2 separate regions of the Mus musculus genome follow, and region 1 is linked to region 2. Evidence: chromatin contacts called from public promoter capture Hi-C data. All regions are on one chromosome and are shown on one strand. The core of a region is the stretch at or near the end of the contact, and the rest is flanking DNA. Distances in the headings are between cores, read along the strand shown.

Region 1 (5,615 bases), core at 1,242-3,741, 130 kb after region 2:
TGAAATCACTGGGCAGCCCAGGATGGCCTCCCAACATCTGTCAACTTCCTAGGAATGACAATGGAGTGCCACTTTGCCCAGCTCAAGATGTACTATGTAGCCTTCCTGTGTTTGTGACACGGAGTTCCTGAGATGTCCCTAAAGTCAGGACAGTGTAATCCTGTCTCCACCCATCACTTTTGCAGTACTGTGACATCAAGGCTGTGTGAGCGTCAACAGAGAAACACTGTGTCCTCGTCTATGTGGAGGATCTTCTCAAAAGATTTGAATAACAGGGAGAGGTGACTAACACTAACCCTGGGGTAAATGTGTGCTCTGAGGAAAGGCTTATCCCCAGCAGGCAGCCTCATGGCGGCCCAACAGCGGCAGGCAGCCCAGAGACATCTTTATTCACTTGTTTTCCAGTTCAGCCTTCTAGTTGGAATTTTCAAGACAGACTAGAGTGGTGGTAATCCCAGGAGTTGGAAAACTGCCTTCCACTCTGAAATTGTGACTGTGTGCTGCAGATCTACTGTTCTCGTTGGGAAAAGCTGACTCAGGGGACAAACGATGGTAATTGCTTATAGGGGTCTATCTACCCTTGGGGTCTCTGTGACCATCTACTGAGGGCGAGAAAGCCAGTGCACCCCGCACCAGAGCAGTGTGGCTTTGGCTTACCAGTCTCCCATCTTGGATGTCCCCTGCCATGTTTCCCAAGCCCACATTCACCATGCCCTTTTCTGTTCTACCCCTAAGGTCAGGTCAAGTGCTTAGTGACCTCAAACTCGGAGGAGTGTGGGTTCCACTGTCACTATTTATACAGAACTAAACTTTAACTTTTTTTTTTTTTACTCTTTACTTTTGTGTGCATGGATGTGTGGAGACCGGAAGTTGGCATCCAGTGTCTTCTATTGCTTTTCAACATCAGTATCATTATCATCATCATCATCATCATTATTTTGGTTTTTTTTTTTTTTCAAGACAGGATTTTCCTGTGAAGCCTTGGCTGTCCTGGAACTCTCATGCTGACCTCAAACTCACAGAGATTCTCCCACTTCTGCCTCTCAAATGCTGGAATTAAATTCATGCACTATTCTACCTGGCTCAAGTTCATCTTATTTTATTATTTTATTTTTAAAGACAACGTCTCACTATGTAGTCTTGTCTGTCTTTGAACTCACTATGTAGCCCAGGCTAGCCCCAGATTCCTAGAGATCCTCCTGCCTCTGCCTCCAAAAGGCTGGGATTAAATGTGTGCAGCACCATGCCTGGCTCTACCTTTTTTTTGAAATAGGGTCCTAATTGAACCAAATTATCAGACCCATTGGCAGTGAGCCTGACCCCTCACCTGTATCCATCCTCTTCTCTCCAGCTCCCATCACTGGGACTGCAGGTCCCAGCTTCACACCAAGCTTGTGGATGGATGGATGGATGGATGGATGGATGGATGTTGGGGATCTGAGCTCATGGTCACTCAGCCAGCGCTTTACCCACTGAACCACCTTTCCCGTCCACTAAATGAAATTCTACTTCTTCTCAAGTGACGTGAAAGTTAACAATATCCTATAATGGAAAGCCCTTCCTCCCTTTCTGGACTTATTGACAGCTAAATCCTCTGGGTGAGTTCAGTAAATACAGATGGTTTTGCTGGGCGTGGCGGTGCCACATAAAGTAGAGCCAGGCATGGTGGTGCATGCCTTTAGTACCAGTGCTTTGGAGACAGAGGCAGGGGAATCTCTGGGAATCTGAGGCTAGCCTGGGCTACATAGTGAGTTCCAGGACAGCCAAGACTACATAGTAAGACATTGTCTTTTAAAAAAATGGATAAAGTAAATCTAAGTATTTGAGAGGTAGAGGCAGGAATATCAGGATATATATATATATATGAAGGTATGTGTATTTGTGGTACATGTGTGCATGTGAATGTGTATGTGTGCATGTGTATGAGTGTATGTGTTACTGTGTATGTGTGCTTGTGTATGAGTGTGTGTGTTACTGTGTATGTGTGCTTGTGTATGAGTGTGTGTGTTACTGTGTATGTGTGCTTGTGTATGAGTGTGTGTGTTACTGTGTATGTGTATATAATATGTGAATGTAAATGTGTACAGTGGTATATATGTTACATGTGCATGTGTCAGTGTATAAACATGGGGTATACTCACACACACTCCTGTGTGCTGATGCTCCCGCACTCAGTGGCTGTCCCCACCAGTGGCATGGGCTGACTTTAGCTGAGGCCTTGGGCCCACAAAATGCTGGATCTATTTATCATACTAGCTTTCTTCATTTTTCCACCAAACTACCATTGCCTGTTACCCCTTTTACAGGTAAGCAAACAGAGGCATGGGCCAGTTACAGTCTTGCCCCAGGGGTCGCACAGGAACGAGAGCCAGAGAAGACTTCATACCATAGCTATGGGTCCAGATTTCATTAGGGAGCTAAAGGTTAGCCTTTCCTTGGAACAAGAAGTCCTGCCTGTGGCCACTGGCACTGGTCCCCATGCCCAGGAACTGCCAGTCTGAGCAGGAATGGGTGCGGCCCCCAGAGCAGCTGGCTACACTTCCGCTGTGCCAAGGGTACATTATTACAGATTTTGAGGGCAAGGAACAGAACTGACAGAACTTTCCAGAAAAGAGCTCTCCCAACAGGAATGTGCAAAGTGAGTTTTGGAGAGCCATTTGAAATCAAAGAAGGGATTGCCGGCAGCCTGGTGTCATTCCTGGGTGCACTGTTAGAAGTTTTCATTTCCTCAGAGGGGAGTGGTTTTTACTGATAGAGTTTTAAGTTTCGTAAAAGTTGCCATCGTAGCAGGAGGATTCCTGTAAAGCCATTCATTACCCTCGTTCCAGCTCCCTAATCACTTACACGTGTCCCCACTTGCTCTCTCACTGTCTCTCTTCCTAAGTCCACAAGACTGCATTGGTGCCAGTGTGCATGAGTGTGTGTGTGTGTGTGTGTGTGATTTCCTCTTTCTATAGGAGTTATAGTCACAAGTAGCATATTTTCTGGGTCACTTGAGAGTATACTGGAAGAACCCCCTAAGTATGTACCCCTAAATCCTGAGAACATTGATAGCTATCTATTCATCTCTCCTCTCTCTCTCTCTCTCTCTCTCTCTCTCTCTTCTCTCTCTCTCTCTCTCTCTCTCTCTCTCTCTCTCGTATTTTGAGGCAAGGTGTCGCTGTGAACCTAGGCTGGCCTTGGACTCAAAGTCAAATGCCCTGCTTCTAGATTTCTGGGAACACAGGTTTATGCCATCACATTTGGCTATAAATTTTGTTATTTCAGCACAGTCCACGATGAAAACCAAAAAACGTAAACGTTGACCTGAGAATCTTCTGTAGCCCATTCCCTGGGTTTGTTGATGGCTCAGCTATGTCCTTTAAGGAACTTCTTTTCCCACCTTCCTAGATCCAGTCAGGATCTCCCATTGTCACAAGTCTTTAGTCTCCAAATGATTCTGCTGCATTTGTCCTGACAATTCCATGTTTCATTTCCTCCTGAAATGCCATGCGTCATAGGGAGGACTCCCATCAGTGTTCAGTCTAATGAATTTTCACCAAGTCCATATACTTGGTACTGATTTTAAATGGTGCTTATGTGTGAAGCCAAGAAATAATGCTGTGACTATAAGAATGGCTGATTCTCATGAGTGAGTCCAAGATCTGGGGGCATGGCTCAGTGTCAGCACACTTCCCAGTATGTGCAAGGCCCAGGGTTCCATCTCCTATGTCACCAGCATGCTGGGTAATCTTCAGTGTCAACATGACTGGATTTAGAATCATTAGGAGACTGAAGCACGCCTGTCTATGAAGGCATTTCCAGAGCATGAACTCTAGTGGGAAGGTCTAACTTAGCAATGAGTGGCACCACTCCATGGACTGGGTGGGCTGGAAGCACAGGTCGATTGAAAATAGGACAAGGGATAACTGAACACAGGCCTCCACTTCCACCAGTCCATGCCTGCTTCCTGCTTCCTAGTTTGTCCTGATGTGAATGGCTGTCTCCACCATGCCTTTCCAACAGTCTGACCTCTCCAGAACTGTGAGTCACAACTAATCCTTCCTTCTACAAAGTGTTTCTTTCAAGCATTTTGATCACAGTGGTAATAGAATAATCAATACAACTGAAAACTAAACAAACAAACAAACAAACAAACAAACAAAAATCTCACGAATGAGCCCAGTATCTGGATGTGCAGTAAGCCATGGCCTTGGGACCACACAAGAGAAGTAGACCATGAGCCGGGCGTGGTAGTGCACGCCTTTAATCCCAGAACTCGGGAGGCAGAGGCAGGTGAATCTCTGAGTTCGAGGCCAGTCTGGTCTTCAAAGTGAGTTCCAGGACAGCCAGGGCTACAGAGACAAACCCTGTCTCAAAAAAAAAAAAAAAAAAAAGAGAAGTAGACCATAGCTCCCATTGAAGGACTCCAAGGTCTTCCTTTGCTTGTATTCCTAGCCGTCTGGACGTCAGGATTTGTTTTTAAGGCTATTATTCCATTGTGTGCATATGCCACATTTTATTTATGTGTTCTTCCATCCATCCGGGGACCTTGGGCTTGGCAGTTATGCATAGTGAGATTATACACAGGAGCTGGATTCCTATAGCAGCTTGCTCCTATTTCCGACTTACCACTCGACGTGTTTCGATAGCTAGATCAAGCTGAGCATTAAAAACAGATTCCAAGGCTCGATCTCAACTTCAAGAGTCTTCCTCAACTATGTGTCAACTAGATTCAGACAAAAGGCATCTGGTCAGAGAAAATGTGCTCTGCTGGAGCAAACCGCTACGAGCCAGATAAGACAGGGGCTCCCCACTTTTCTCCATAAACACAAAGAGAGAGGGGTGGTGTTTGAGCTTGTCTAGTTTGGTCATCTCTGTCACATCAAATGGGCCCTCTTGGGATATCTCAGTCCAGCTTCTCGATTGCAGAAGGCTGGTCCACATTAGAAAGATCCTGGCATTCTCAGGACGATGGTAATCCCTCACCACCCCACCGACTGAGCAGCAGGGCCATGCTTTACTGTCCTGGCTAGTTGATACCATCAGGTACGGGAAAGCATTTAGTTCCCAGAATCTGAGCGTGTCCCACACAGAGATGACCTCATCCCCTGTGCAAAGAACCAGTGACAGTGCAGTGGGGGAGGGGCCGCTTCACACTTGGACTACTCTAGGCCTTCATGTCAGATGACATTCGGTGTCCCCACCATTCAGAAGCTGGAACTGTGTTATTATGATTGTTTCTTTAAAAGTGAATCTCAAGCCGGGCGTGGTGGCACACACCTTTAATCCCAGCACTCAGGAGGCAGAGGCAGGCAGATTTCTGAGTTCGAGGCCAGCCTGGTCTACAGAGTGAGTTCCAGGACAGCCAGGACTATACAGAGAAACCCTGTCTCGAAAAACCAAAAAAAAAAAAAAAAAAAAAAAAAAAAAAAAGTGAGTCTCTACAGCATGGGTTTGTCAACAAGCAAACAAGCATCTATGCCGTAGCAATAGCAAGCCCACAAACAAGACAAACAAAACCCACAAACAAAAGACTACTGTGGTGTCTGGTTTTGTTATTGTTTGAATCGTAGGTAAGTGTGTGTCCCATAAAATTTGTAACTATAGCCATTTTTAAACGTCTACTTCCTTGG
Region 2 (4,984 bases), core at 301-2,800:
CGCTACTTCCCTTCTGCCAGCCCATCCTTATCCCTCTGCATGTCATAGCCACCAGAGGAGGGAAGATGATTTCTTCTCCAATACATCTCAAGCTTAGAACCCAGCCGGATGCATAGCTATTACTAAATTATTAAGCAGGCGATTCGGTACACAAAGAGAAGTGCAGTTGATGGCTTAGGTTTTGCTGGTGCTGGGCTGCTGGTACTGAGTGGTAAGTACTGTTTTGGCTTGTTTTCGCTTTTAATTTAGAAGCCTGCTTTCACAAGCATCTATTCTCTGCCTTAGGTGGGAAGTAAGCACATACAAAGATAAGGTCTCTATTCCTTTTCCAATTCTGGGCAAAACAAGAGTCTCTTTGAACACCCTTAAGACTCTCTTTGTGACACCGGCCACTTAGGTAATTGCTAGCTCAGCTTACAGGGTCTCCGTTTCCCACACCGCTCCTTCCCTTCCTTCCTGCGAAGGTTAGACTTTGGAGAGTAGGGCCAACCCCATCTCCCAGACTGGTGCCCTGCGGCAGCACGCGTACAAACCCCAGCAGCCACGCCATCGCCGACCCCAGGGTGTGGACCGCGCCTCACGCCCCCCCCCACTACTCCCACCCCCTCCACCACCACCCAACTCCCCATCTCCTCGCAGCTGGACTTCTCCAGCCTGCGTGGCCCTTTCCCCGGATCCGAAGTCGGTCTAATGCTTGCACGCATCTGAGGAAGAAAGGAGAAAGGGGAAACCTCCCAGAAACAAACTCTGGCAGTGGAGACAGGCGCAGAGGGAACCGGGTGGATCGGAGGAGGTTCAGGGCGGGTCCAGACAAGTTTGCTCCGGGTTAGGTAAACTTTTCGATTCCCAATCCATACGCCCCAGTTTGAAAGTTCCTGGTAACCCGGCGATTGCCCGAGGGTAGGCGGGACCAGGGGTCGCGCAGGCGCCTTGTTCTTCAACTCCAATCAGCTCGCCCCGACTGGGTCCCAGAGAAGCTGGGAGGGGACCCCAGAGGAGATCTTCAGAGGGGCTGGGCGGAGGCACACAAAGCCTTTCTCTCCTCCCTCCGGCCACGCCCCTTCTCTCCTCGGCCTCTTCTTCCTCCTCCTGGGCGGAGAATTCTAGTCCTACTCGGTCACTGACCTGCCGGTCGCCCCCGCCTCCCAGATCTGCACCAAGGGAGCAAGGTAAGGGGTGGCAGAGGCGGAGACCACACCTCAAGTGGGAGAACCGGGCACCATGCGCGAGGTGCAGTTCCCCACTGCCCTACTGTCGCTTGAGATAAGGAGAGAGCCAACCAGCTAGCGTCCTCAGCGGTCCTAAAGGACCGATAGTGGAAGGAGCAATGGGCAGCCAGGACACCAGGACTTGAGGCAGAGTGACATTCTGGAGTCGGATTCAAGGAAGATCACGGGGTGTCCTCGGCTGACCTTTGCAGAGATTGGGTAGGGGGCAAGCCACCGAGGGTGAGGGCCGGATGATTGGCGGTGCAGGTGCGTGTGCATACGAGCGTACCCAGGAGCTGGGAGGTAGAGAGATCTTTGTTGAGTTCTACCTGCGGCGCCGCCTGCCGTGTGTCAAATGCGCCTGTGCTGGCCAGATCCCAAGAGTCACAGTGCTGAGTTGCAGAGCACACATTGTGATCCGCCACTTTCTCCTTACAGCGAGGCAGAGGGGTCAGCGAACCCCCGGCAGGAGGGTGCTTGGGCTGTTGCAGGCAGTGATTGAGGGCGGTACAGCTATTAGTGCAGGGGTTCTGGATTCCAGCTGGGAAGGGACAGGGCCATTTTCCCCCTTGAAGGCCTATGGGTTTCCCCCTCTGAGCTGTTACTCCTCTCTTAGCCTGGGCTCCCTGGAGCTTGGCGTCCCACACTCATCCTGCGATGGAGGTTCTTCGACGGCTGGAGCATTGCAGGGTTTGCCGAAGTTCAGCCGGAAAGTGATGCTGCCTTGCCAAGAAATACAAGGCAAGGTCGGCCTTTGGGCCTTGAGAGGCGCCTCTCTTCTCAGAGCCCTCAAGTCCCTGGGGGCTTTCCTAGTTCTGCTGCAGAAGCAAAAAAAAAAAAAAAAAGCAGCCTCTGAACACAGTGCAGCCTCACTTTCTTGCAGAGCTTGGACACATTGTGGTTTCTTAGGACCATGGTACATTCACCAACCGGACTTTGTAAATATTGAAGCAAAAATAAACACTTGGCAACACTCAGAAATTAAGATAAATAGTAACCCCAGCACAATGCTTTTTAAAAAGAAACTTGTTTCCAAAGATCTGTGACGAGCAAAATGTCAACATTTTAAATAAACACAGGTGCTGGCTGTTTTGTTGGGGCATTGTTGCTCAGTGGAACCAGAGCCCCCATTTGTCCCTGCTTCGTGGTTTATGAGGGTTGACAATGGCATGCAGCAGATTGGGCAAGCTGGGCTTTCTTCATCATCTTGTTTATTGACTGCAGAGCTTTTATTAACCTTTCCCCTAGTTCAGGCTGGGGAGGATGTTTTGATAAGGGCACAGAGGGGCTCATTTTCCTTCTGGCCTCAGGCTCCCTATGTCTCTGGACTTTCATATCCTTTAGTGCTTTCACCTCCTTAGGGGACATTGGCTTTTAGAGGGGCTGCAAGGAGCCTTTATATTTAGGACTTGGGAAGAAGGGCGTTGACAGGACCTTTAGTTTGGGTTTTTTTTTTCTAGGTCATTGAGGCTGAGGCATGTGATGGAGAAGGACAACCAGCTCCTAGGAATGCCCTCATGTGCATGGGTTCTCTGATTAAGTTCCCTCTAGGGTAGGTGAGTGCTTGTTGAGAGATGACACCCGTGCTGCTTTGAATTCCAATGGACCCAACAGGCTCATGTGTTTAGATGCTTGGTCTCTAGTAGGTGGAACTGTTTAGGAAGGATTAGGAGGAGGTGTGGCCCTGTTGGAGGAGATATGTCACTGGGGACTAGGAGTGGACTTTGAGGCTTCAAAATTCATGCCATTCCCAGTGTGCTCTCTGCTTCCTGTTTGTGGATCAGGATATGAGCTCTCAGCTGCTGTTTCCATCATATCTGCCAGCCTATTACCATGCTCCCTGAATCATGGTGATGGACCCCTGTCCTCTATCCCTCTGGAATTGCAGGCCCTAGATAAACCCTTCTCTAATTTGCCTTGGCCATAATGTTTTATCATAGCAATAGGAAAGCAACCAAAACACCACCCCCCAGTGACTTTCATTCTCCTCCAAGGGGGCCCTCCCCAGGGCCTCTCCAAAGTCAAGGTTTGTGCCTACTGAAAGAGTTGTTTAGCTCCCTAGAAGCAACCTCCTTACTTAACTAAGTCCTGGTCCTCTGCTTAGAGACAGATACATCCTATCCTTTCTCAGGGGTGAGTTGCTTTGGGAGATCCCCGTCATTGAGCCCACTCTTCATGTGCATCCTGTACCATAACATGTTGCTGTACTGTCCAACCCCTATCGGTCTATCCAGGCTGTCTAAAGATCCTTCAAGAGTCTTAATGGTTTTAGTAAGGAAGGTTGCCCTGCCTTCCTCCTCCTTTTGCCTGGTGAGACAGCTACCACCACTGGAAGAGTGTGTGTGTGTGTGTGTGTGTGTGTGTGTGTGTGTGTGTGTGTGTGCGTGTGTGTACGTTCGTGCATGTGTGTGTGTGTACATGTGTGAACATATGTGATATCACTCCCAATGCATATGCCCTGAGCTCTACTTCTCCACTGTCAGCTTCCCAAAGCCAAACCCTAACCCTTGTGACTTGCCACTGAAGGAGTGTGGGTCGAATGAATGAATGAATGAATGAACGAACAGAGTATCCCTGTGCGGAAGCATTTTGAATAGTACACAACAGGATGTATGCCTTAGAGCAGTAATGAGTCAAAAGAAAGCAGATAATGTTTTCATAGATCTTTGTTTGGATAAATAGTAACTCAGCTGTTTCTCACACAACCCAAATCACATTTTGTAGAAGAGGATATGGATCCCTGGAGGGGTCAAAGTACTGAGGGAGGCCAGTCCCCGGGTCCAGCTGCACCCCAGAGGATTTGCCCAGACTGTCACATTATGACCCAGGACAAGAGAGTCCTTAACTAAGGACTGGTGTATGAAATGTAGCCAGTGACAACAGCATGGCAGCCTATTAGGGAAATGTTAAAGGGATTCTAGGATGTCACCATGATGTGGCATGTTTGCCAACTCCACGTGGTGACAGAGGATATTTCTCCTTGTACATCGTCTGGAAAAGACGTTCCCAGGAGTCTAGCTGGGGAGATGTTCCTCACTTAATTCAGCACCTGCTGCCAACTTTGTCAGTATTCAAGAAGGGTGGATTGCATCCAGTGGTGAAAAGAATTTACATGTTTGGTGTTGGCAGACCATAATAACCCACCCAGCACGGTAGCCGCTCTTTACCCGCTCTGTACTGATTGGTGGAGAACAATTCCCCAGGGTTCTGTTAGATTGGAGACTCTGGAGCTGCCTTGAGGGACTGCCTGGAAGCCTTCTCCCCTCAGCCTGACGTACCATCTCTACGTGTTCTCACATGCAGCTGTGCCGAATCACTGCTTTCCTATGGCTTATGTTCCAGGGCTTTAGAGTCCACGATGGTGGGTGAAGGCATGGTGGCAGGAGCCGGAAACTGCCTGAAGCTGAGGCTCCCAGCTTGAACCTTGAACATGAACCAGAGAGACTGAACTCATCTCTGGCAGAAGTCTTTAAACTCTCAAAGCTGACCTGTGACACACGTCCTCTGACAATGCCATACCTCTTAAACCTCCCCAAGTGTCTGGGAGCAAGCTTCCAAATGCCTGAAATTATAAGGGGCAGTGGCTTCAAAGTACCACATGTGCATGCGATTTGGGCACCCCAGGGTTCTTATGCTAAGAGCATAATTCTGAGGTGCTTGGGGATGTACCAGGAAAACACACACACACACACACACACACACAGAGAGAGAGAGAGAGAGAGAGAGAGAGAGAGAGAGAGAGAGAGAGAGAGAGAGAGACAGAGAGAGAGAGAGAC

What was found. Capture Hi-C pulls out chosen DNA fragments and counts their contacts.
Region 1: a contact with region 2 is called in a promoter capture Hi-C map of adipose tissue. The contact joins two enhancer-like sites. A contact is called at or near these places in 1 of 484 Hi-C or Micro-C datasets (bone marrow-derived macrophages), 3 of 115 datasets of contacts at active chromatin or transcription factors (embryonic stem cells, stem cell-derived neural progenitor cells and trophoblast stem cells) and 3 of 9 other capture datasets (adipose tissue, liver and pancreatic islet).

The regions. Positions count from the first base shown.
Region 1 is chr2:145,799,025-145,804,639 of GRCm38.p6, forward strand. The region is part of intron 2 of Rin2 (Ras and Rab interactor 2); the gene reads left to right. Among named protein-coding and RNA genes, the nearest start is that of Rin2, 16 kb to the left of the region's middle. Within about 2 kb of position 2,492, at least 24 of the 459 cell types and tissues checked have an H3K27ac peak or open chromatin away from gene starts, as enhancers often do. A contact at or near this core is called in adipose tissue, where this site is marked.
Region 2 is chr2:145,674,416-145,679,399 of GRCm38.p6, forward strand. No RefSeq gene overlaps it. Among named protein-coding and RNA genes, the nearest start is that of BC039771, 24 kb to the right of the region's middle. Within about 2 kb of position 1,551, at least 204 of the 459 cell types and tissues checked have an H3K27ac peak or open chromatin away from gene starts, as enhancers often do. A contact at or near this core is called in adipose tissue, where this site is marked.